Regions from separate parts of the Mus musculus genome. Here all the other regions are linked to region 2. Evidence: chromatin contacts called from public promoter capture Hi-C data. All regions are on one chromosome and are shown on one strand. The core of a region is the stretch at or near the end of the contact, and the rest is flanking DNA. Distances in the headings are between cores, read along the strand shown. Region 1 holds the start of Atg2a (autophagy related 2A). Region 2 holds the start of Kcnk7 (potassium channel, subfamily K, member 7). Region 3 holds the start of Cd248 (CD248 antigen, endosialin). Region 4 holds the start of Klc2 (kinesin light chain 2). Region 5 holds the start of Cdc42bpg (CDC42 binding protein kinase gamma (DMPK-like)).

What was found. Promoter capture Hi-C pulls out the DNA fragments that hold promoters and counts their contacts.
Region 1: a contact with region 2 is called in a promoter capture Hi-C map of embryonic stem cells, with 2.5 times the contacts expected there. A contact is called at or near these places in 4 of 39 promoter capture datasets (cranial neural crest, embryonic stem cells and liver), 1 of 484 Hi-C or Micro-C datasets (cardiomyocytes), 1 of 130 datasets of targeted methods (double positive thymocytes) and 1 of 9 other capture datasets (adipose tissue).
Region 3: a contact with region 2 is called in a promoter capture Hi-C map of liver, with 5 times the contacts expected there. A contact is called at or near these places in 1 of 39 promoter capture datasets (liver) and 1 of 9 other capture datasets (adipose tissue).
Region 4: a promoter capture Hi-C map of liver shows a contact between it and region 2, with 5 times the contacts expected there.
Region 5: a contact with region 2 is called in a promoter capture Hi-C map of liver, with 3 times the contacts expected there. A contact is called at or near these places in 1 of 39 promoter capture datasets (liver), 1 of 130 datasets of targeted methods (pancreatic cancer cells) and 1 of 9 other capture datasets (embryonic stem cells).

Annotation. Positions count from the first base shown.
Region 1 is chr19:6,240,382-6,244,609 of GRCm38.p6, reverse strand. It overlaps Atg2a (autophagy related 2A), which reads right to left and starts at 2,942. Exons shown (of 40, transcript NM_194348.3): 1 at 2,644-2,942; 2 at 21-183. The coding sequence starts at 2,814.
Region 2 is chr19:5,703,067-5,707,142 of GRCm38.p6, reverse strand. It overlaps Kcnk7 (potassium channel, subfamily K, member 7), which reads right to left and starts at 2,672. Exons shown (of 3, transcript NM_010609.3): 1 at 2,349-2,672; 2 at 678-1,076; 3 at 42-440. The coding sequence starts at 2,667. The coding sequence ends at 127.
Region 3 is chr19:5,066,408-5,070,829 of GRCm38.p6, reverse strand. It overlaps Cd248 (CD248 antigen, endosialin), which reads right to left and starts at 2,752. Exons shown (of 1, transcript NM_054042.2): 1 at 190-2,752. The coding sequence starts at 2,704. The coding sequence ends at 407.
Region 4 is chr19:5,115,593-5,119,627 of GRCm38.p6, reverse strand. It overlaps Klc2 (kinesin light chain 2), which reads left to right and starts at 1,330. Exons shown (of 16, transcript NM_008451.3): 1 at 1,330-1,506; 2 at 2,196-2,434. The coding sequence starts at 2,207. It overlaps LOC115489018 (a long non-coding RNA gene), which reads right to left. Exons shown (of 2, transcript XR_003952889.1): 2 at 296-2,927.
Region 5 is chr19:6,303,337-6,307,968 of GRCm38.p6, reverse strand. Cdc42bpg (CDC42 binding protein kinase gamma (DMPK-like)) reads right to left here and starts at 1,512. Exons shown (of 37, transcript NM_001033342.1): 1 at 1,094-1,512. The coding sequence starts at 1,253. Gm52380 (a long non-coding RNA gene) reads left to right here and starts at 1,423. Exons shown (of 3, transcript XR_003952842.1): 1 at 1,423-1,505; 2 at 2,257-2,334.

The DNA.
Region 1 (4,228 bases), core at 1,693-4,192, 540 kb before region 2:
TGGTCTTACCCTGCTCTCACCTGAACCCTGGCGGGGCTGCAGGGTAAGCTGAAGGCCTGACACACACACAGTGCAGTGGTCAGTGAGAAGTGCAGCCCAGGGGACAGCCACCTCGATGGAGCTCACAAAGCCTTCCACCAGTTCCAGTGGTGACTCCATTGACCTCAAAAACTCGTTCACAGACTGGGTAAGAGGCAAGGGAAATAAAAATCAGCTCACCAAGACTCTGAATATGGCTACCTGCCACAGTCTCACACAGCCACTGTCTTGGAGAGCACTCTTGGCATGGTCATCCTTCTTTCTGCTACTTACAAGGCCTTCCCTTAGGCCCTGACCTGTTTCTGTCTCACTAGACAGTGCTCAGCCCTTTGGGCCAGCTAAGAAGTTTCCTTCTTATGTTTGCTTCAAAACTCTATTTACTGCGGGGTGTGGTAGCCTGCATGCCTTTAGCCCCAGTGCTCAGGAAGCATAGGCAGGTGGACTGTCTGGAGATCTAGGCCAGCCTGGTATACAGTTGGTTAAGTGCTTGCCCAACATGCAGTAAGCCCTGGGTTCCATCTCCAGCAGAGTACAACTGGATGTGGTGAGGCTCACCGTGGTCCTGACACTAGGGAAGCAAAGGCCAGAAGATCAGGAGGTCAAAGCTGTATATGCTGAGCTAGAGGCCAACCTGGGCTACATGGTATACGAGATTCTGAGCACCTTCTATGTGGCAACCAGAGGCTGCAGGGATAGATAATGAGTGCCTTCGTCTCCCAGCCTGGCTAGGTTGTAGCCAGGGTCTCAGAATGCCAGGCTCTGACTCGGAGTCACTGAGCACTAGGCAAGGGTGAGCAGAACCTGCATATAACCCAGCAGCACCCCAAAGGTGAGCCAGAGTGAGGAGGAAGCAGCCAGGTGGAGGAAGTAGGATGCTGGCCCACCCCAGGCATGAGAAGAAGCAGAGAGACCTAGTCAAGAGCAGCAAGTAACACATCTTCATCCTAGACAGGCAGAGTTCAAGGTTAGGTCCAGGAGAGGGATTGATCCAAGGCCAAATGACCCCAGTCCTAGACCCACAGTAGAGCTATACAATCAAGACATAGGAAGGGGATGCTGTGCTGGGTTTGTATCCCTGTCGGCCTGGGAACGCCTGAGGCCATGAGTCACTAGTCTTCTCCCTAAGAACCCAGGTGCTCTGGGTAGTACTCGGTAAACACCCGCTGAGCCCACGGATAAACAAACAAGGCCAGAGCCAGAGGCAAGCAGAGGTTGAGTCAACCTTCCTCTTCTATTGATGGGGACACTGAGGCCTAGGCATTTGTCTTAGTCACTCCAGGTACCAGGAAAGCTGAGGCTGGGAAGGGCTCAACTTGGTCCTTGGACCATGTAGTTGCTTGGAATGCCTTCAAGGTAGGGTTGTAGGGTGAAGAGCAGAGAGGGGTGGGCTTAAGTGAGGTGCCTGGGCTGTCTGGGAGAGGCTAGAAAACAGCCAGGGCCCTGGACAGCCCCCCCTCCCAAAAAAAAAAGAAACAAGAGAGTGGACTGAGAAGGCATTCTGGCTGAAAGCAAAAAAAAAAAAAAAGGGAACACCCAGATGTTGGATATTTTTCTGAGCGGTTTAAGAGGCGAAGGTCAGACACCTCTTATACCAGGCCATTAGAAGATGCCACCATCTCTTCAACCCATATTTGTTCCCAAAGGCATGGCTCACCTCTAGCTCTTTCTAAGTGAAGCTGCAGACCCATAGGCCAGCTAGAAAAGAGAAAGAGGCCAGCCCTGCCACATGCCCATTCTACTGCTCTTGGAGCTAGGATGACCCCATACCAGCCCTTAGCTGGAGCCTCTAATTGGTGGCTCCTTGGCTACTCCCAGCCATCAGCTGTGAGTCAATGCCCCTCACCTGCCACCCCCAGCCTCCTGCTCAACTCCATACCCTAGGCCTCAGACCTCCTGAGCATCAGGCCCAGCTTCTCCTCCCATCCCCCACCCCAGCTAGCCTGAAGCTAAACCTCTACACCTCTCCTGGAGGGCTGCCCTCCAGGTAGAGATGCCAGAGACCAAGTCCTTCCCTAAACCCAAGCTAGGCCCCTCCCACTCTCCCAAAAGCAGGAAGTAGAGAGCAGCAACAGTCACACGAGGTGTGGATCAACACAGAAGGCAGTGACGCTGTTGTTGACATCCACATCCGGGGGCGATCTCCACCCCTTATGCCCAGGATCATGGGGTGAGGAGGTCAGGACACATCTTTCTACAGGTGCCCCTGGCAGGGCTCTTAACACCCCCAAAGCCTCCCTGACTACCCTAGTTCCAGCTCTTGTTACTGCCTGGCTCCCCACAACATCTCTCTGCTCCCCTAGCTCCCGGGAATCCCCTTCCCCAAGCAGCTCTCCCAAACTCCGTATGATGATGGTGACATTTTTTTTTTTAAAGTAACACCTCACTTCCTAGTCTGTCTCTCCTAGAGAGGTGAAGACAGAGACTTCTCTCCTAGCTTCTGGTTAAGTGGTGACGGGCCAGCCAGGGGGCCTGGCGGAGGCGGTCGAGACCCACTGGCCTCTCCAAACACGGTGCCTGTCCTCCAGCCCAAACCTTCCGCGAGGACCCTTCGCTGGCCCGTGCTCCCTCTCTCCACACCATCCCACCTCTGCCCTGCCTCCTCACCCAGGTTTCCAGGTGAATATCCCGCAGGGCAACGCTGCCCTTGTACAGATCCAGGCTGAGCTGGTCCAGGCTGAGGTGCTCCTGAAAGAAGTGACCCAAGTAGTGCTGTAGCAAGTAGCGGCAGACACGCTCTTTCACACAGTTCGACCATGGCCACAGCCATCGTGACATCTCGGGGACCGCCGGGCCCGAGCCGCTTCCGCTGGCCGACAGCCGGCGATCTCGGTCCGGCTGTGCTGTTCACTAGAGCCCCCGGTTCGCCCCGCCGCTTCTCTCAGCGCCAGGCCGCGCCCCCGGACGCCCAACCACGCCCCCACGCTCGCTGCCATTGGTCATTGCGAAGGGCGAGGCCCACTGATTGGCCGCGGGAGGCGGAGCCTTGAAGAGCGAAAAAGGGACTGGGCTCTTTGCGAGATGAAATGCTCCCAATCGTAGTTTACGCTTGCGCGTAAATTCTGAGTGGGAGGACCTTTAACCTCCTTGCTTCAAGCTGCGGAAAGGCTGCAACCGTAGGGCGACAGTCCGGGCCAGGAAGAGTGCGCATGTGCCGATTTGTCCAACTTTTTTTTTTTTTTTTTAGGTGATTGGGAAGAATTTAAAGGAACAGTGACTCACCCAATTTGTAGACAAGCTTATCAGAGGAGTAAAGTCAGTGCGAATTTTGCAGTCTATCTTTTGGCAACAAATGCACATTTGCACTTTTATAAAACTTTTTTTTTTTTTTTTTTGGAGACAAGCTTTTCTGTATTTGGCGGTTCTGAAACTCACACTGTAGTCCAGGCTGGCCTTGAACTCATAGGATCCTCCTGCCTCTGCCTCTCTATGATGGAATTTAAGGCGTGCATACATCATCACGCCCAGCCCTATGAAACTTGCTTTAGTCCTTTATCTTTTTTCATTTGCTTATTTGTTATTTTATCTATTTACATTTCTGTTTGTATGTTTTTCGAGACAGGGTTTCTCTGTGTATCCCTGGCTGTCCTAGAACTCACTCTGTAGACCAGGCTGGCCTCTAAAGCCTGCCTCTGCCTCCCAAGTGCTGGCGTTAAAGGCGTGCACCACCACTGCCAGGCATCTATTTACATTTCAAATGTTATTCCTCCCAGTTTGCCTCCACAAAACCCCTCTCCCCACTCCTCCTAGCCGCTTATCTTATCCATTATTGTTAACAACTCCCTAAAAAGGCACTATTTGTTTCCACTTTTTTTTTTCTTTCTTCTTCCTTGTTCTTTCCTTTTTTTGTTTTTTGTTTTTTCCGAGACAAAGTTTCTCTGTGTAGCCTGGCTGTCCTGGAACGCTCTGTAGACCAGGCTATCCTTGAAATCAGAGATGCATCTGCCTGTGCTTCTAAAATCTGGGATTGAAGGCACACACACACACACACCCATTTCTCTCTTTTTAAAAATTCTGTCAGGTCCCCAAGAAATTCCTTTTCCCAAATTCAGACATTTAGACAAAAGTGAGGATTCCCTCAGGGACATACACCAAGCCAGTCTTTGAATTCCAGGCTAGCCTAGTCTACAGAGGGAGTTCCAGAACAGCCAAGGTTACACAGAGAAACCCGGTCCTGCAGGGTGGGGTGGGG
Region 2 (4,076 bases), core at 1,423-3,922:
ATTTTTCCTAGTGCTAGAAGATTTAGCCCAGAGTCGCTTGGTGCATGCTAAGCAGCCCATTTAATTTTTAAAATTAACATTATCCCATGACATATTCATTCCCATAACCCCTTCCTGCTATGTTCTTCAAGCACTCCTTGGTGCCTCCCGCTCAGGTCCCCCAACACGATCGAGCTGACTTCCTGTCGCCTGACTGGGGTCAGCAGGCTGGGGTCTGTTCTGATGTTCTGATACTGAGGCTGGGGTGGTTGGTCCCAAGACTGGGGCGTCAGGCAGCACAGTGCTCAGAGCCAGCTCATCTTGGCCTAGGATGCCATCTTGATCTTCATCGGTTCTAGAGCCACTGGGCCCAAAGAATTTCACCATGGCACGGACCTGAGGCAGCTCTGAGAAGGTCTCTACTGCTAACAACATGGCCAGGAGCCCCAGGAGCAAGTAACCTGGGGAGAAGAGGCAGTAGGGGCAGCTCTTAGGGTGCTCAGAATACCCCCCCCCCCACTTCCCAGTGTGACCATCCACCCTGGCACTACTTGAAACTCTCAACATGGCTCCCAGTGTTCTTTAAACTACAACACCCATTTTGTGCCCTAGGGTAGGATCTCTGTGAATTGTAGTCCCTAGTGGTCTATGGGAGTTGTAGTCCAGACCCTCTCTACCCTCCTCTTTTCTGGACTCACCAAGAAGTGCAAACTGCCCAAGGTGGTAAATGGCTGGGTGCAGGCCACGTCCATGGGCAGGCAGCAAGTCTCCTAGGCCGATCGTGCTGAGTGAGCCGAAACAGAAGTAGATGGCTTCTAGCAGGCTGCAGTCACCCTGTACACCCCACAGCACCAGTGCTGGCAGCAGCATGAAGACACAGGCCACCAGGAGGCCCAGTCCTGCTGCCTGTAGCAGAGCAGCCTGAGCTGGTGCCAGCTGCCAGCGAATGGCTACCCAGTCACCTGGGCGACTGAACACAGGCAGCAAGCAGTGGCGCAGGGCAGCCACAAGTGCTAGAGAGGCTGGCAGCCCAAGGGCTGCATAGACCACACAGAAGGCCTTTCCACCTGAGGAGAGTGGGGCCATGTGGCCATAACCTGGAAAAGAGAGAGAAGAGGGCAGCAAGCTTTTGAGTGGGCTGCCCCTGGCGGTCACTTTTTCTCCATCACCTCCCACAGAAGTCTGCCTTTTGGTGATGACATGAATGCTTCAGGCTGGGGTCCTCTTTTCACTGGATGGTGGACTGGCTTCTTAACCTCACTGGGTTACTGTTGTCTTTTCTGGAAAATTAATTCTGAAGACAGATGCCCTAGGCTGTCTGTAGCTGGAACAATTTAAAGCTGATTCTGGCTTTGAGAGACCCTTCCTCTTTATCTGTACTTCAGATGGAGACCAGGGAGCCCCATGCCTTCTAGGCAAGCGCTCCACAACTAATGTCTCCCCAGCCAGATCCTGACTTCCTGGGTTTGTCAGTTCTTATTTTTACCATTATTTCCAAATCTTCAACCTGTGGCATGCCATCCGCCTTCTTTCCCCAAATGTGTATCTGCCCGGGCTCTGGGTTATGGGAGGGAAGCAGGCAAGGGAACAAGACGTTCTGAAAAGAGGCAGCATGCACGAGAGACAGCATTTAGAGCCAGAGAAGCAGGGAGCAAGAAAGGGAGAGGTAGGAGACTGGGGCATGCTGGGAGAACAAGATCAGCAGGGTCCATGGGTTACAAAGGCCAAAGCTCCTAGGAGTCAGCTGTGAGGTAAGAGTGTAGTGAAGACTGGGTGGGCCAGCGGCCATGTGGTCTAGAGGCAGGCTCCATCCTGCTCCAGCCAATTGGAAAGGAAGTTAGAGATACATATTTCACTTTGAAAAGTATTTAGACTATTAGCAGGACAATGAAACAAAACCAACCCCCTAGGACTAGTTCTGTGCCTAAGCACATCTGTTCTCTTAGCCAGGAATTTCGCTAACCCGACCTACTTCTGCACCCTGTTCACTGGGCTCTGAGCACATCATCACCACTTCCTCCCCTCAGACTTCCTCGAGGGCGGCTCTAAGCTGTGCTTCCTACAGCATCTCTCTAGCCAAGAGTCTATCCCACCCAGATGTATTCTCTGTCTGGCTTCAGGCCTATGTGACCCGGGTTTCTCTGCTGGATGCAGAGTGCTGAGGGGCGGGGCTGGGGAGGCCACACCCCTCCTGGCAGCTTAAGTGGAGGCACCAGTTGGGGTGTGTTGTGTGGGGAGCCCCACTTGTGATGTCAGGTCTGATAGAGCCGTGGCTTTGTCTGGAGCTTTGGGGTGGGGGAAGGGCTTGCACCCTAGAGCTCTTGGGTCCTCCTCCTGGTTTGCTTGGTGGTAGTGGTGGTAGTGCCTACCGGTGGTGGTGAGGATGCTGGCAGTGAACAGCAGAGCTGAGGGCAGATCCCAGTTGCTTGTCTCTGAGCTGTTGCCCAGGCTGGAAACTCCATGGGCCTGTGCTCTCAGGACCGCACCTAGCAGCTCCTCCAGGGCCTCAGGTGGCAAGCAGGCCCTGTGCTCTGCCTGGAAGCTAGCCAGTTCAGCCTGGACCTGGGCCTGGAGGTGGCGAGCTGGAGGGCCCTCCAGGGCCTGAAGCACCACAGCCCCAAGGCCCATGGCCAGCAGGTGGGCCATAAGCAGGAGCAGGTATCGGGCCCATGGTTTCAGACTCCCCATAGCATGGCACTGAGTCTGGGAAGGTGAGGGAGTAGGCTAAGCCACCAGTGGCACCAGGGAGGGGCTGCGAAGGGCGTGGCGGGGAGGAGGTGCTGCGTGGGTAGGCGGCTGAGATGACTAGAATGAACGTGAATGAGGGAGGTGAGCCACAGCACGCCCAGTTTCTGGGGCAAGACATGGCAGCCGGGCACTGGGGGTGGGCGGAGGAAGACACTGTGGTGAGAAGACTGACTGGGTGAGAAAAGCCTGGAGAGATCCTCACACGAACGTACGCAAAGTCACGCCTCCTTGGTCACATATGCATCACTCATTCAGACACCAGGGAAGATGACAGACACAGGTTTGTCCTCTCCTGCTGCTCCCATAAGAAATCTGCTGACAAACTACCAGGGAGCAGCCTGCGGGGAGGGCAAACTTCCCAGGAAAACTCTTTGAAGGAAGTAATATTCCAACCAGAGAACAAGCTAGTTATGGTGCTGGAAAGATGGTCTGCTGTGAGGAACACTTGCTGTTCTTCCAGAGGACCTTGGTTCGATTCCTGGCACCTACATGGTGGCTCACGACTGCCAGTGACTCTAGTTCCAGGTTACCTGAGAGCCTTCCCCTGGCACAGGTATACCAGGTACACTTGTGGTAAAGACCCATGCAGGCAAAACAGCAATCTATATAAAAATATAGGGCCAAGTGTGATGGCGAATGCCTTCAAGATTTCTGTGAGTTCAAGGCTAACCTGATCTACAAAGCAGGTTCGAAGTCAGGGCAATAGAGTAAGATTGTCTAAAATAAAATAAAAGTTTAAAGATAACATCAGGGAAAAAGTCATATAGGAGTCAGAGACCAACCATGAAGAAGGGGCTGAGGAGACAGGTTGTTGTTGGCAAGTAGACCAAAGATCTTGTGAGGATGCTGAAGCATTCTGGGTGGGACAGTGATCGCCTAAGCAGAGGGTGGGAGAGGCTCTGTGGGACTCAGAATAGACACAGTTGGAGAGAGCATGAGGTAAGGGCGCTTGGTGTTCCTGACTCTTTGTTCTGGCTCTTGCTGCAGATCTCCTGCCTCTGCCTGGCTGGACTGCAGACCTGGAATGGCTACTTTGTGTAAATTGGGGGAGCTTCATTCATAAACCATGGAAGGACTGCCCTAAGGCATTGACTGGGTGGGAACCTCAAGGCCAGGTCCAGGCCACCAGGGAGGGTCACCATGCTTCCAGGTGGGTGGGCTTCCCCATATCCAGAATATGAGAGGCAAACCCAGGGCAAACCCTTGAGATTTTTCCCAGAGGTGAGTATCTCCCTGGGGTGAAGACGACACATCCTGGGAAAGGTTCCTAGAGATGACATCGCAGCTGGGCCTAGCAGGCAGACAGGGACCACCGGCAACAAGGAACCTCCGGGCAAAGCATCACTTGA
Region 3 (4,422 bases), core at 1,503-4,002, 640 kb after region 2:
CTCCAGGCCACTCAGCCTGCTGTGTAACAGAGGGTAAGTAAGGCCCTGCCCTCTCCTGTCTCATTTCACTGAAAATTACGAAGCATATCTTTTCTGAAAGGGGTCTTATCTCACCTAGATAAATGGAAGGTCCCTTTCCCCCTGAGGCCTCCCAGACCCTTCCCTCAGGCATCAGTGGGGATGATGAACTTTGGGTGAGGTTGGCACCCCATTTATTGGAGAAGATCCCAGCACCCACCCCTTGAGGTCCTGGAGTCCTGGTGTGTCCTTTGCCATGGATGCTGGGCTCAAAGAACAGAACCTCCTCTGTCAGCTGGGCAGCCCCCATAAGTCCTTGGTGTGGTCTCAGCCATGTGTCCAAAGCAAGTCCTTTTCTTCTATCCCACAAAGGGGCATCTGCACCCCATCACACACTGGTTCTACAGGTCTGTACCCCTGTAAGGCTGCCTCTGGGGGGCATGGGTTCTGTTGAGCTCTTGTTCCCAGCATGTGTGACCCAGCGATAGCAGTCCGTGATCCGCTTGTTGGGTGCGTGGGAGCCACAGCGAGTGCAGTACACAATGCCCAGGGCAAGCAGCACCACCAAGAAGACACATGTTGGCACCAGGAGTGCCACCAGCAGCCAGCGGTCATCCCTTTGGCTTTGGCCTGCAAGACCTGACTCTGCCAGGGCTGTTGGAGCTGCTGTGGAGGGCACCGAGGGCAGCTGTGGCACTGATTTGGGACTGGGAACTCCTTCCCTTGGGACTAGAGGGGCTCTGGAATAGGAATGTGTAGGGCTGATAGATGAGGTCTGGTTAGTGGGCCTCTGAGGGGGGAGGGGAGAAGAAGGGAAGGCTGGGGGCTGGTTGGCAGCAGGCACAGGAGTTTCATGGACAGAAGACCTGGAGTTGGTAGGAAGAGGGGGCTGGAGAGCTGAGACAGAAAGCTGGGGGGCCTGGGTTCTGATACCTGGAGCATCTGGGAGCAAAGGGTGTTGATGGGCTTTAGAAGTGGTATCCCCAGGATCAAGGTGAGGGGGGACTGGAGGCAAATAAGTGATAGTGTGGGTATCTGGAGACATAGGGGCCTGGTGGGGAGGGAAGACTTGGGGATAGTTGGTTGAGATAATGGGGGGCTGGTACGGAGGAGACCGTGCTGGGTGAGTGGCCGAGGTTATCCCAGGCTTGTGGCCAAAAGGCAGGTCTGGATAATTGGCCTTGATTTTGGGGATCTGGTGCTCAGAGAACACAGCTGGAGGTGTGGCAGGGGCCATGGCAGGTGGGTGGACAGGGCTCAGGGGTGGGCGTGTAGCTGAAATAACAGAGGTCTTGTGGGCAGAAGGTAGTGTGGGTCGAGTGGCAGAGATCACCATGGGCCGTGTGGCAGACACCACTGAGGAGTGGTAGGGGCCCCTGGGGGCACTAAGTGGGGGTGGCCAGGTAGGCTCCAGGTGCAATCTCTGAGGCTCTCCATCCTGTGGGAAGTTGGGCCTATAGGGCAGGCCAAAGTCAGGTGGATGTGTAGGTGCCAGCCATAGGATCCCCTGTTCCTCTGTCCAGGTGCCATCAAAGTCCTCCCAGGGCTCCTCTTCATCCTCCCCTTCTTCTCCATCATCCAGCAACTCATCTCTGAGATCCTGGGAAGCCTGGGCACCCATGGCTCCTGCAGGGCTACAGCTGATACCATCTGCCTCAAGCTCGTGACCCTCGCTGCAGTAACACTCAAAGCCACCAACATAGTTGACACACATCTGCTGGCACACACCAGCAATCTGGCACTCATCCGTGTCCACGCAGCGGTGTGGATCATCCTCAGCTGGCCGGAAGCCAAGGCGACAGTGGCAGCTATAGCCTTGTGGCCCTCCAGGTTCACACTGCTGCTCACAGGGGGCCTGGGCACAGGGGTCTTCACAACTGTGCCCATCTGCTGCTAGACGGAAGCCTTCACTGCAGCGGCAGGACACAGCACCGTCCACCTCTTCCACACACTCATGTTCGCAACCCCCATTGTCAGGACCACAGCCAGTCCCTGGGCACAGCGGGCCAGTCTGGGACCAGCCCACGCCACCTGAAGGCTGTTTCACGCACAGCAGAGAAGCTCCCCTGCCAGCTTGGCACTGCACAGCTGCCACGGAGCCAAAGGGCAGCCATTCGAACTCGCTGGAAACCAGGTTGAAGGGTGTGGTGTAGACAGCGGGACCGGCCTGACCCACCTCAAGCGGCAAGGCAGGGCAGGCACCCTCAAAACCAAACTGGCAGAGGTAGCCATCGACAGCCAGTGTGCACGAGCCTTCGAGCCAGCGATGCTCTCCGCTGGCCTCAAGGGCTGCACAGCGCTGGGCTGGGCAGGGTCCTTCCGTAGCCGGCTGGGCCCAGTTGGTGAAGGCGGTGTCCTGGTCTCCCGTGGTCCATATGAAGCCCCGCAGTGGGCGCTGCGGCTGGCATTGCCTAGCCTGCCGCTGCAACCCAATCCATAGCAGCCCGTTGGCCGGCCCGACCCCCACCAGGCTGTCCACACGCTGGGCCTCCTCTGGGGTCCGCGGTGTGGCCAGGTTGCCCCCCAATTCGCGGCACGCCCGCCAAGCTTCCAGGAATGTGCGGCGCCGGGGAAAGAGCGCGTAGCAGCTGCTGGGGCCGCACGCGGCTCGAGGCTCCGGCGTCCAGGGGACCTGGCCCAGTGCGGGCACCGCGGCCACCCAGGCCAGCAGCAGGCGCAGCAGCATCGCGACGCCCCCCGACTGGCCCGGCTCGGGCCTGCCGCTGCTCTTGACAGGGGGAGGGATCAAGGCCTCTGGCGGGAGGGCCGGGGGCGGGCCCGGCGGACTCACGCCTTGTAAGGAGTGGGCTGGGGCCGCTGCCAGCTCCCCTGCTAGCTCCCCGGGGGCTGCTGGAGCAGGAAGCAGTGGGGTGGGGGGGGTTCTGGGGTGAGAGGCGAAGGGCAGAGGAGGGGGGAGGTACAACTAACGGGCTACCTCAGGCGTTACAGAGCTGAGAGTCAGGGAAAAGGGAACCTGTCTGTCTGAGAAGCATCCCCAGTCAACCCTCTGAAACTTCAGCGTTGTTTGCAGCTAAGGCAGCTGGGGTGAAGCTGTCTTCCAGAGAGACTCCCGAAAGCCGGGATCTGGATTCACCAGTATCAGTATACTGGCTGCATTCTGAGCTCAACGACTTGATCGGGCCAGCCCTTTCTCATCACACATATGTGAACGACTCCTTCCAAGCCTGGCAAGAGCATCTTCTCTGACACCCTATCTAAGGCCGCCAAACCCCAGCCTCACACACGCAGCTCTCCTGACATGCTGTGTATGCCCTTAGGTGGATAAGCTAGGATGATGTGGCCTGCTAAACGGTCTCAACGATGAGGCCCCACCCATTCCTGCCTGGGCCCTGCGTGAGAATCAACTTGATAACCTCCTTGAGAACCACCTCAACCAGACACGTATTTGATGAGCCCTTCGCTCAGCCTACCTCACTCCCAAGTTTTTTTGGCTCCAGCAGGACCAGCATTAGGGGTTAGGGAGGGGGGAGGAGGCCAAGGCCTGCTCTCTCCTTACCCTGGCTCAGTCAGGGGCCCTGGGAACCTGGGCTTAGAGCGGGAGGAGGCTGCCCCCTAACAGGAAATGCCTCTCCAGGCTTCTGCTGCAGGAAGGCAGGGTGCATGACTCTGGGCTCTGTGGAGACTGAGCTCTGCTCAGGGTGAGCACGGCTGCTATGAGGGGACCTGTGCAAGACCATGTATGGGCATGGGGACACAACAGGATAGTAAGTGTGACACAGGCATCACATTGTCCTCCTTACTCCCAGGGTCCTCTTCCAGCCCTTCCTGGAGGCCTCTGGAGGTTTGCACACTGGGCCAGGCACCCAGGGTGGCCCTGGGATTCTGTGTGAAGGATTAACCCCTGCATTCTCTTTTTACCTTTATTTATTTATTTATTTATTTTTAAGAGATGGAGTTTGCTCTGTTGCCAAGGCTATTCCAAACTCCTGGATTCTAAGTAGCAGGTACTACAGTCACCCAACACCAGGTAATCCTTTTATACCCTTGGGGTTTTTTGTTTGTTTGTTTGTTTGTTTTGGTTTTCTGAGACAGGGTTTCTCTGTGTAGCCCTGGCTGTCCTGGAACTCACTCTGTAGACCAGGCTGGCCTTGAATTCAGAAATCTGCCTGCCTCTGCCTCCCGAGTGTGCCATCGTGCCCGGCTACTCTTGGTTTTTATTTCGACTTTTAAAAACATTTTTGCTTTCTGTTTATGAGTGTTTTTCCTGCATGTATGCGTGTGTACCGTGTGTGTGCCTGTTACCTTCAGAAGTCAGAAGAGGGCATCAAATTCCCTGGAACTGGAGTTACGGGTATTTTTAAACTACCGTGTGGGTGCTGGGAACCAAACTTGGGTCCTCTGCAAGAGCAAGAAGTACTCTTCGCTGCTTAGGCATCACTCCAG
Region 4 (4,035 bases), core at 81-2,580, 590 kb after region 2:
GCTGCAAATGAAACTCAAGTCCTGAGCAGGAGAAACAAATGCTCTTCACCACCGAGGCATCCTTTCAGCCATCCCCTCCCCTCCGCACGCTTTGTAAGGTAGCCGTCTACTGATTGCTACCACATTCTCTATCTACCCCAGGCCCCAGCCAACAGGTGATGACCTACATTCCAGAAGGCAAAACAAGAAAAATGTTAGAAAGGCCGATGTTGTGTCAGCACCAAGTGGGTGTGGAGTAGAGATGGGAAGAGTACTGTAGAATCTAGTGGGATAGGGACCAAAGAGGCCGTCCTAGTTAGAGTTAATATTGCTGTGTGGAAACACAGTGACCAAAAGGGTTTATTTGGTGCACTCTTCATCCAGTGAAGGAAGTCAGGACAGGCACCCAGAGAGAACAGAACCCAGAGAAAGGAGCTGATGCAGAGCCCATGAAGGAGTGCTGCTTCTGGGCTTGCCCTCTGAACTTGCTCAGAACTGCCTTCTGGCCTCACCTACCCTGGCCTGGGCCCTCCCACAACAATCAGTAAGAAAACAGGTTTTCCTGCAGCCCGATCCTATGGCAGCATCTTCTCAGCCGAGATTCCCATCTGTTCAATGACCCTAGTTTGTGTCAAGTTGACATAAAACTATCTAGCACAGAGGTCTTTCCTTCCGAGTTGGTGACACCCAATCTGAGGCCCCCCAATGACACCACCACAATCCAAAGGCACTCGTCTGACCTCCTTATCTGGTCAGCAGTATCCACCCAGATATTCCCCTCAGGGGCGTGGATCTTCTCCCTTCTCCACCGACCTCCACACGCTCCTTCCCACCCAATTCTCCTTTTTAACCAGAAGCCTCCTTCTGTTCCCTCACAAAGCAAACCTAGATGCTGAGAATTCCCTACAGGCACAGTCACCTCCGAAGCCGGTAAGAGGTGCGTCTCTAGAGCGCGGAGGGGGCTGGGGGGTCAGATGTGTGAGAGGTGGGTAATGGCAACACCCACCTCACCAGCCCTTTGTGAGCATTAAGTCAATGCACTAAGACATCGACAAAAACACTTGACAGTCAATCAATGTGGACCGACTCGCTCTGGAATCTGAGGAGGTCGGCCTTCTTGCTCCTCAGTCACTCTGGTCCGGGGTCGGAGCTCCGCAGAGCGCACAGACCTGGAAGCTCTGGTCCGAGGGGGCGAGTCCAGCCACGCCCCTCTGCGTCCCGTCTGGGCTGGCCCCACCCCGAAGCCGGCCAGGCCTGCGGGGCCCCTTTAAGGCAGCGAGCTGGCCGGCTGGAGCGTGTTTCGCCCCCTCCGACGCCGCCGAGGTAGCGGCTTCACCTTTAAGGCGGCGCGGGGACTGCTGGGAAGGCCGGCGGGATGGAGGCAGCGAGACGAGCTCACGGTCGAGGATCCGGGTGAAGCGGGACAGGAGCAGGAGCCGGAGCCGGGCCAAAGCAGAAGGTGCAGGTCGGCGCCGGCCGGTTGGGCCGGGAGACCCAGTCAAGCCGGACAGTGAGGAGCGGTTGCAGGTCGGCCTAGAGGAGGAGTCGTCGTGGTCGTGGGCGCGGCCTGTGGGAGGACCCGACCGGCCCGCGGGGAGGGGGCGCGGTCCCGGGCTGGGGCTGGGAATCCGGCCTTTTCTAGGGAGGGTCTGCGGGCCTCAGGCCAGCCTGCGGGAGGGGTCGTTGTGGGCGCGGCCTGAAGAGACCTGTCCCGAAACTAAAGACCGCAGTCTCCCCGGAGCGGCGGGGGCGGGGACGGGGTGGCGGGGCTCGGTCGGCCCTGGGGGAGGGGCTCGTGGTTCCGCTTGCCCTGGGAAAGGGGCTGTCGCCAGGGCTGAGACCCAGTTGCCCGGAGAGCCTGTGGCGTCTGACTTGGGAACGCCTTGCAATGCCCTAGTGCTCTGTGTACCGATTAGGACAGTTCCGAATAACTCTCGAAGATGGGCTTTAGATCAACTGGCCTGAGCCGGTGGTCTGGGGCGGAATCGGGGTCCAGCCTCACTTCAGTCACACCGCATTGCGTCTCCCTAGGCTAGACGAGCCTGGCGCGCCCCCTGTAGGCCGCGTGCTGGCACGGCGAGGACTGCGGGCTGAGGGATCTGGACATCCATAGGGACCTAGGCGTCCGGGGACCTCCCGGTGTTTACCTAACTTGGGGTGGACGGCGGTGTGGCCCTAGGCCTGGCGTCCGCCTGCCCCACCCCTTGCCTCCACAGACGGCACGACCATGGCCACGATGGTGCTTCCTCGAGAGGAGAAGCTGAGTCAGGACGAGATAGTGCTGGGCACCAAGGCGGTGATCCAGGGTTTAGAGACCCTGAGAGGGGAGCATCGTGCCCTGCTAGCTCCCCTAGCTTCTCATGAAGCAGGCGAGGCCGAGCCGGGCTCACAGGAGCGCTGCCTCCTCCTGCGCCGCTCCCTGGAGGCCATCGAGCTGGGGCTTGGGGAGGCTCAGGTAGGTCAGTGTTGGGGCTGTGGTGGAAGATTACCCGAAGGGCCCTGGTGATGTAGGAACACCCTCAGCAAGGAAACACAAGTCTTTCAGAGCGTCACGTTAGGACAATAAGCAACGTTCAATGAATACACTTTGGAAATGCCAGCCCTGCGCCCTGCCCCAACGGGCACCCTTACCTCACACTGAGCTATGCCATTCAGGCCTCATTCTACCTAACAGACTGGGATGACAGAAGAAAGCAGAAATACTTTAGTAACCTCCCCTCACAATACAATTATGCATGAATTCATTAAGTTGTATAGCTTCTCACTTACTGTGTGCTGAGCTACAGTGTGTTAATGCTCAGGATGCAGATTGAATGCAGACAAGGTCTGTGTCCTCCCTAGGCATGGTATCTGCAATCCCAGCTCTTGAGAGGTGAAGGCAGTAGGATCCCAAGCTCCAGGCCAGCTTGGGTCAGTCACATAGTAAGATCCTGGCTCCCCTACTGTCCCTTCAAAACAAAATAAGATGATTTTCCCCCCTAGTACAACAGGAGAAGAGAAACACACATTCAACTAGTTACTTGAAACAAGTTGTGATCAGTGCTCCAGGGACAGTAAGATCTTGTGACAGTTTGTAGAAGGGAGTCTTGTCTATTGATCAGGCAAGACTTCTCTGAGATGACTTTAGCTCAAGGGCTGGCCTCCAAAGAGGCAACTAGAGGACAGCTGCATGTGTAAAGACCGAGGTAGGAGAGCTCGTGGGCTTGAAGGGAGACAAGAATGGTGTACCTAGAACTTACGGAGAGGGCGAGAGGGACACTAGAGGCTGTGAGGAAGCAGAAGACAGAATATGTCCAGGCCATCAGGTGGCCTGTGGAAGGGTCTAACAAGCAGAAGATGCCTGACTTAGCTTCTGAGATCTCTCTGGGAGCTATGGAGAGTTAACCTTAGTAGGCCAAGGATGGACTCTTGGAACAAGTGACAAGGAAGCCACTGCTAGGCTAGAAGGGAGTTTGAATTAGAGGGGTAGCCATGGAGACACCAGTTCTAGACTGGGGTGGGGGCAGCACAACTCCTGGATGTTTGTGCTTTTAGCAAGTTTCAGGAAGAAAGACTGTTTAGTTCCCCATATACTGGGCTGTCGGATAGAGAAGGGTTTTGTTCTCTGTGGTTCTTGGCCAAGCCACTGCCTGGATCCAGAAATTCTGGGGTGCTTGTATTGTCTTAATTTCTTTGTCTTTAAAATAGCAAGCAAGGCATGGCAGTTCTTGGGAAGCAGAGGCAAGCAGATTTCCAAGTTCAAGGCTAGCCTTATCTACACTGAGTTCCAGGACAGAAAAATCCTGTCTCAAAAACCCAAACCAAGTTGAGTGTGGTGGCACACGCCTTTAATCCCACTCGGGAGGCAGAGGCAGGCAGATTTCTGAGTTCTAGGCCAGCCTGGTCTACAAAGTGAGTTCCTGTCAGCCACCCTTCAGGGTTCTTTGAACAATCACTAGCCCTAGACAGGAAGCAGTAATATATTGGTGTTAGCTACAGTGGGTAGATTGTAACCAAAGGGGAACAAAGGGAGAGTCTGAGAGCTCAGATTCCACAGAGAAACCCTGTCTCGAAAAA
Region 5 (4,632 bases), core at 263-2,762, 600 kb before region 2:
TGGACAGGATGCCTAATACCTTTGTCTTGCCAGAAGGGGTGGGGGCTCTGGGCAGGAGCAGGGACAAGTTGGGGCAGGAGAGGCGTGAGTCACACCCGGCCTTGGAGTTACCTCGGGAGAAGTCAACAGACATGCCCTGTGTTGGGGTCCCAAGCAGAGGTGCCAGAGGCAGGCAGGGAGAAACACACATATGTGTAAACACACACACATGTGCCACATGCACACACCCAGGTACAGGTGTCATGTGGGAGTGATGACAAATCAGACACTTGTAAAACACAGAAGAGTCACAGAGAAACAGGCAGGCAACGGGGGCAGGGCCGTCTAACTGCTCTCACCCCAGAAAGAAATGGCAGGACTGGCTGGTAGACCCCCATCCATATTTGGCCTAGCCTTGTGTCTGCCCATAGCTCAGGAGCACCAAGAACTCTGATCGCCTACAGGGTAAACACCCCATGTTTCAGGCCCAATTCCCATGCCCTCCTCACCAAAGCCTGGCCAGATGTGTCCAGTGCCCACATTGGGTTTAGGATCACCCTAAGTCAGCCATTCCCAAGGATTCAGACGAATCAAATAAAACCACTTCTAACAAGACCCCAAATCCTCCAAAGGGGTTGAGGTTGGTTCTTGGTCCCGGCTAGGGATTGAAGTAAGGAGACTTGTCTGCAAGGTGAAGGACGAGGACTTTTGAGTGTGTGACAGGTGAGAGGGGTCCTAGAACAAAGTGCCCGTCCTCTTGAAGAACGGAGGAAATAGAGAAAGTCTGTATGTTTATGTCACACAAAACGGTGTCCGCCTAAATGTATGTTCTAGGTAGAGCATGAGGTGACCGTTGTGAAAGATGTGTATTGGCAACATGTCTGGGGTCTGTAGCAGGGTATGTGGGAAGTGTACCTTATGTACCTGTCTCTGGGAGTTTGAAGTAAGGTGCAGGTGAGCGAGCGGGCTGTGGAGACCAACGGCAAGCGTTAGATACAGCACAATGAGGAAGTTTCAGGAATATGCCACTCCCGGGAAAAGGTCTGGGGGCACAAAGCTCCAGGTGTTGTCGTCCCTCCAGCTTCCCTTCCCGGGTGTTGCCCGGACCACTCACCCCAGCTCAGAAACTGCGCCACGTTACGCTCCCGGCGCAGGGGGGCGCTGCTGAGCTCTTGGTGCACCCCCAGCAGCAGATCCAGGAGGCCGTCGAGCCCTGGGCTGCCACCAGCTTCGCCCCGTACCAGCTGCTCCAGCGCACGCAGCCGCTGCTCCATGGCTGCCGCTGGAGCCCCGAAACCCGGGCTAGAGCCAGGCCGCCCGCATGCCCCGTCCGTCCGTCCGCCCGGCGGTCCGTCTGTGGTCCCGTGGCTCGTTCTGCGCGGCTTCCCCCCTCCCTCCCGCCCTCCCCGCTGTCACCTTCCTCGGTCGCCACCCGCGCTCCTTCACCTGGTCGCCCGCCCCGCCCTCCAAGCCCGCCCCCGACGGACGGGCAGGTGCGCGCCGGCCAATGGGAGCCGCGGCTGAAGGTGAAGGTGGGAAGGCGGAGGCGCGCGGGGGCGGGGCCGACCCTCGTCCAGGAAGTGGGAGGGCGGGCCACGAAAAGTAACTCCTGGGCGGGGTTGGAGGGGGTCCGTTGGGGTCGCAAAAGGCCCCTCTGATCACGGTGCCACCCCAGTCCCAGCGCCACCTAGACCCTCATGAGACACTAACCTAGACAGAGCCTAGCGCAACTTCCCGCGGGACCCGGCCAGCGGCCTGTCCCTTAGCCAGGCCAGAGGGGCTAGGGACGGTTGCGGCCCTGAAGCCGGATGGGAGTTGTAGTCCGCTCTGGCCTCGGTTTGAAAGCGGCGCTAAGGCAACACACCCATCTACCCCCAAAAGTTTCTGATCTCCTTTAAATCCTTAAAACTAACCCAGAGACATGTAGTTGAGGTAGGATGGGCACACTCATTTAGCATGAATACACTGCGGCTTTGGAAGGCTGAGGGTAGGGGGTCTCTGAAACTAGATTCTCGTGTGGACCTAGATGGGACTGATTTTCAAGGCTTTGGCGGGAACAAGGCCCTGAACTGGAACGTGGAGGGCACAAGAAGTTTGAGATGTGCTGATGGAGGCAAAGGAGGTGGAGGTGCTGGCTGTGTCCAGGGAGGTTTTTTATTTCTGGCCATCTGTGTTGGTCTTGATGGTGACAGGCCAGATACCAAAGAGAAGGGTGCTCTGGTGTCTTTTGAACAACTTGTTTAAAGGCCTACTTAGAGGGCTTGCCTCTCCTTCCAGACTGCAAGCTGAAGACCTTGACAGGATCGAGTCATCAGCGTTGAGGGAGGAAGCATTCTGAATGTTTGCAGGGGCAAAGTGAGTGGGACACCCAAATCCCATCTAACGGGGTCTAGAAACATTACAGGGGTTATGTTGGGGTGGTGGTGTGGGAGTGCACGCCTTTAATCCCAGTACTTGGGAGGCAAAAACAGGTAGATCTCTGGGATCCAGGCCAGCCTGGTCTTCAGAGTAAGTTCCAGGACAGCCAGGGCTATACAGAGAAACCCTGTAAAAAAAAAACAAAACAAAAAAAAAAAAAAAAAAAAACCAACCAACCACTGTAGGTCTCTCATTTGATCTTTACAGAAGCCCCTTCTCCATGAGGTCCACAATTTGAAATGGGGAAAACACAGGCATATATTTCTTTCCAGATCTATCAGGCTGGGAAAGAGACTCAGGATTCAAATTCAATGCCATGGCACTGCCAAGGGAGGGTCAGGGAGGGCAGACTGGAGTTTGGATTTACGGTTTTTGTTGTTGGTGTTGTTTTTATCCTCTCATATAAACTAGGCTGATCTGGAACACACTATGTAGTCAAGAATGACCCAGAATTCCCAGGCGTACTGCTTCAACTTCCTAGTTCTTAGATTACAGGGTGAATTGATGGAGCCTACTGGCTCTCTCAGGGATTCTGAACCTCCTCAGCACAGGGCAGGGCTGGGGCCCACAGAAGCCACAAGGAGGCGCCAGAGACTAGGGGAGGAATGAGTGTCTAGTATTTGCAAGTCGTCATGGAGAACTAGGAGGCTGGGACCCTTCCTGTAATGCTGATTCTCTAGTCACAAAGGTCAGTCAAGGGCCAACTGCCCAGGCCTCCGCTCTTGGCAAGGTCCTTGCATCAACTTCCCCAAGACCCTTAACCTCTTTGAAAGCTGAATTCTGAGAAAATCCCAACCCCAAGCAGGCTTCAATGCCATACCAGAGTGGGAGAGAAAGGCCAGAGCTGGACTCAATTGAACACACCGACTGGATATGGTGGCTCGGTACTCTGAAGAGACAGAAAGATCTCTGAGTTCAAGGCCAGCCTGGTGTACATAGTGAGTTTTAGGATAGCCCGGGCTATATATAAAGACCTTGTCTCACTAATTAAATAAATAACTGGGCACGCCAGTCATCTCAGGCACTCAGTCCTTTTAGGTTCTGTCCTAGTTTTTTGTTTATTTTGAAACCTGGGTATCCTGGGCTGGATTTAATTCTCTACAGTCTAGATAGGTGAACATCTCGTCCTTCCACCTCTACCTCCTCCCATGGACCTGTTCCACGAAGTTTTAGGGAATCCATGGCTTTCTTCATGCTAGGGGACTCTCTCACCCACCTGAGCTGCACCTGGATTAGTTGTCTCACTGTTTTTACAAGCTGCTGCTTCCTTGTCTGCTAAGTGGTCCCTATCACATGTCCAAAAGTCCTTAAAGGCTCACTGTCTGCTGGACCCTGTTCTGGCTTCATCACATGGCCAGGCTTCTAACCTAAACACTCAGAGAAGCCCCAGGATCTGGCACCCTTTATCCTATTGGTTCTGTTCTGATCTCTGAGCTAGGCTCCCAGGCCAGAGGCCTGGCCTTGCCCACAGCAGAGCACTATACTTGGCTCATGATGTAGTCCAGTGGATGAATGAATCTGTCAGCCGCAGAGTGCCAGCCCCAGCCAGTCTGAGCAGTCAGGCCACTGTCGTTCTGTTTCTTCTCACAGCATGGGCTTACTGTGCGGTCATTGCCTCCTGGAGGCTCACCCAGGTCTGCAGGAGGGACCTGCTCCACGGCAGCCCTCCCTTGTCTCCCAAGAGTCTCTGGTGGAGGTGCTGGCACCAGCTCTCGGGGAGAGGCCCTGGCAACAGATAGCGCCTTGCCCTCTTAAGGAGCTCCTTGTCATTTCAAAGTGGACACAGATCTCTGATCTCTACCAGACAGCTATATTATTATCTACCTCCTTCACAGGTTGACACAGGGAGGCCAGGAGGCAGTGACACAAACAGTTCTAGGTTCTTCCTGTAGTCCGCACCCTGAGTGCCTATTCCCCATTGCCAGCAGCAAAAGGGTACTGTGGGCTGTGGGACATATGGAAGAAGGCAAGGCCCTCCCTAGACAGGCTTGGTAAATGCTCCTATAAAAGCTTCTGGATAAAGAATGGATTGTGTCACCTCAGAGCTCAGGCTCAAGAGAAACAAAGTTCCCAGAAGGGACAGACCCTGAAGGAGAAGGGACTTGGGGCAGAATGCTTGGGTGTTTCTGACACCCTTTGAGTCTGAAGGGAACCCAGATACAAGATGGGCCAGGGGAAAGGTGCCGGTAATTTTTGTGGCCACATTTCAGGCTTTCTGAGTCTAGGCTTGCAGTT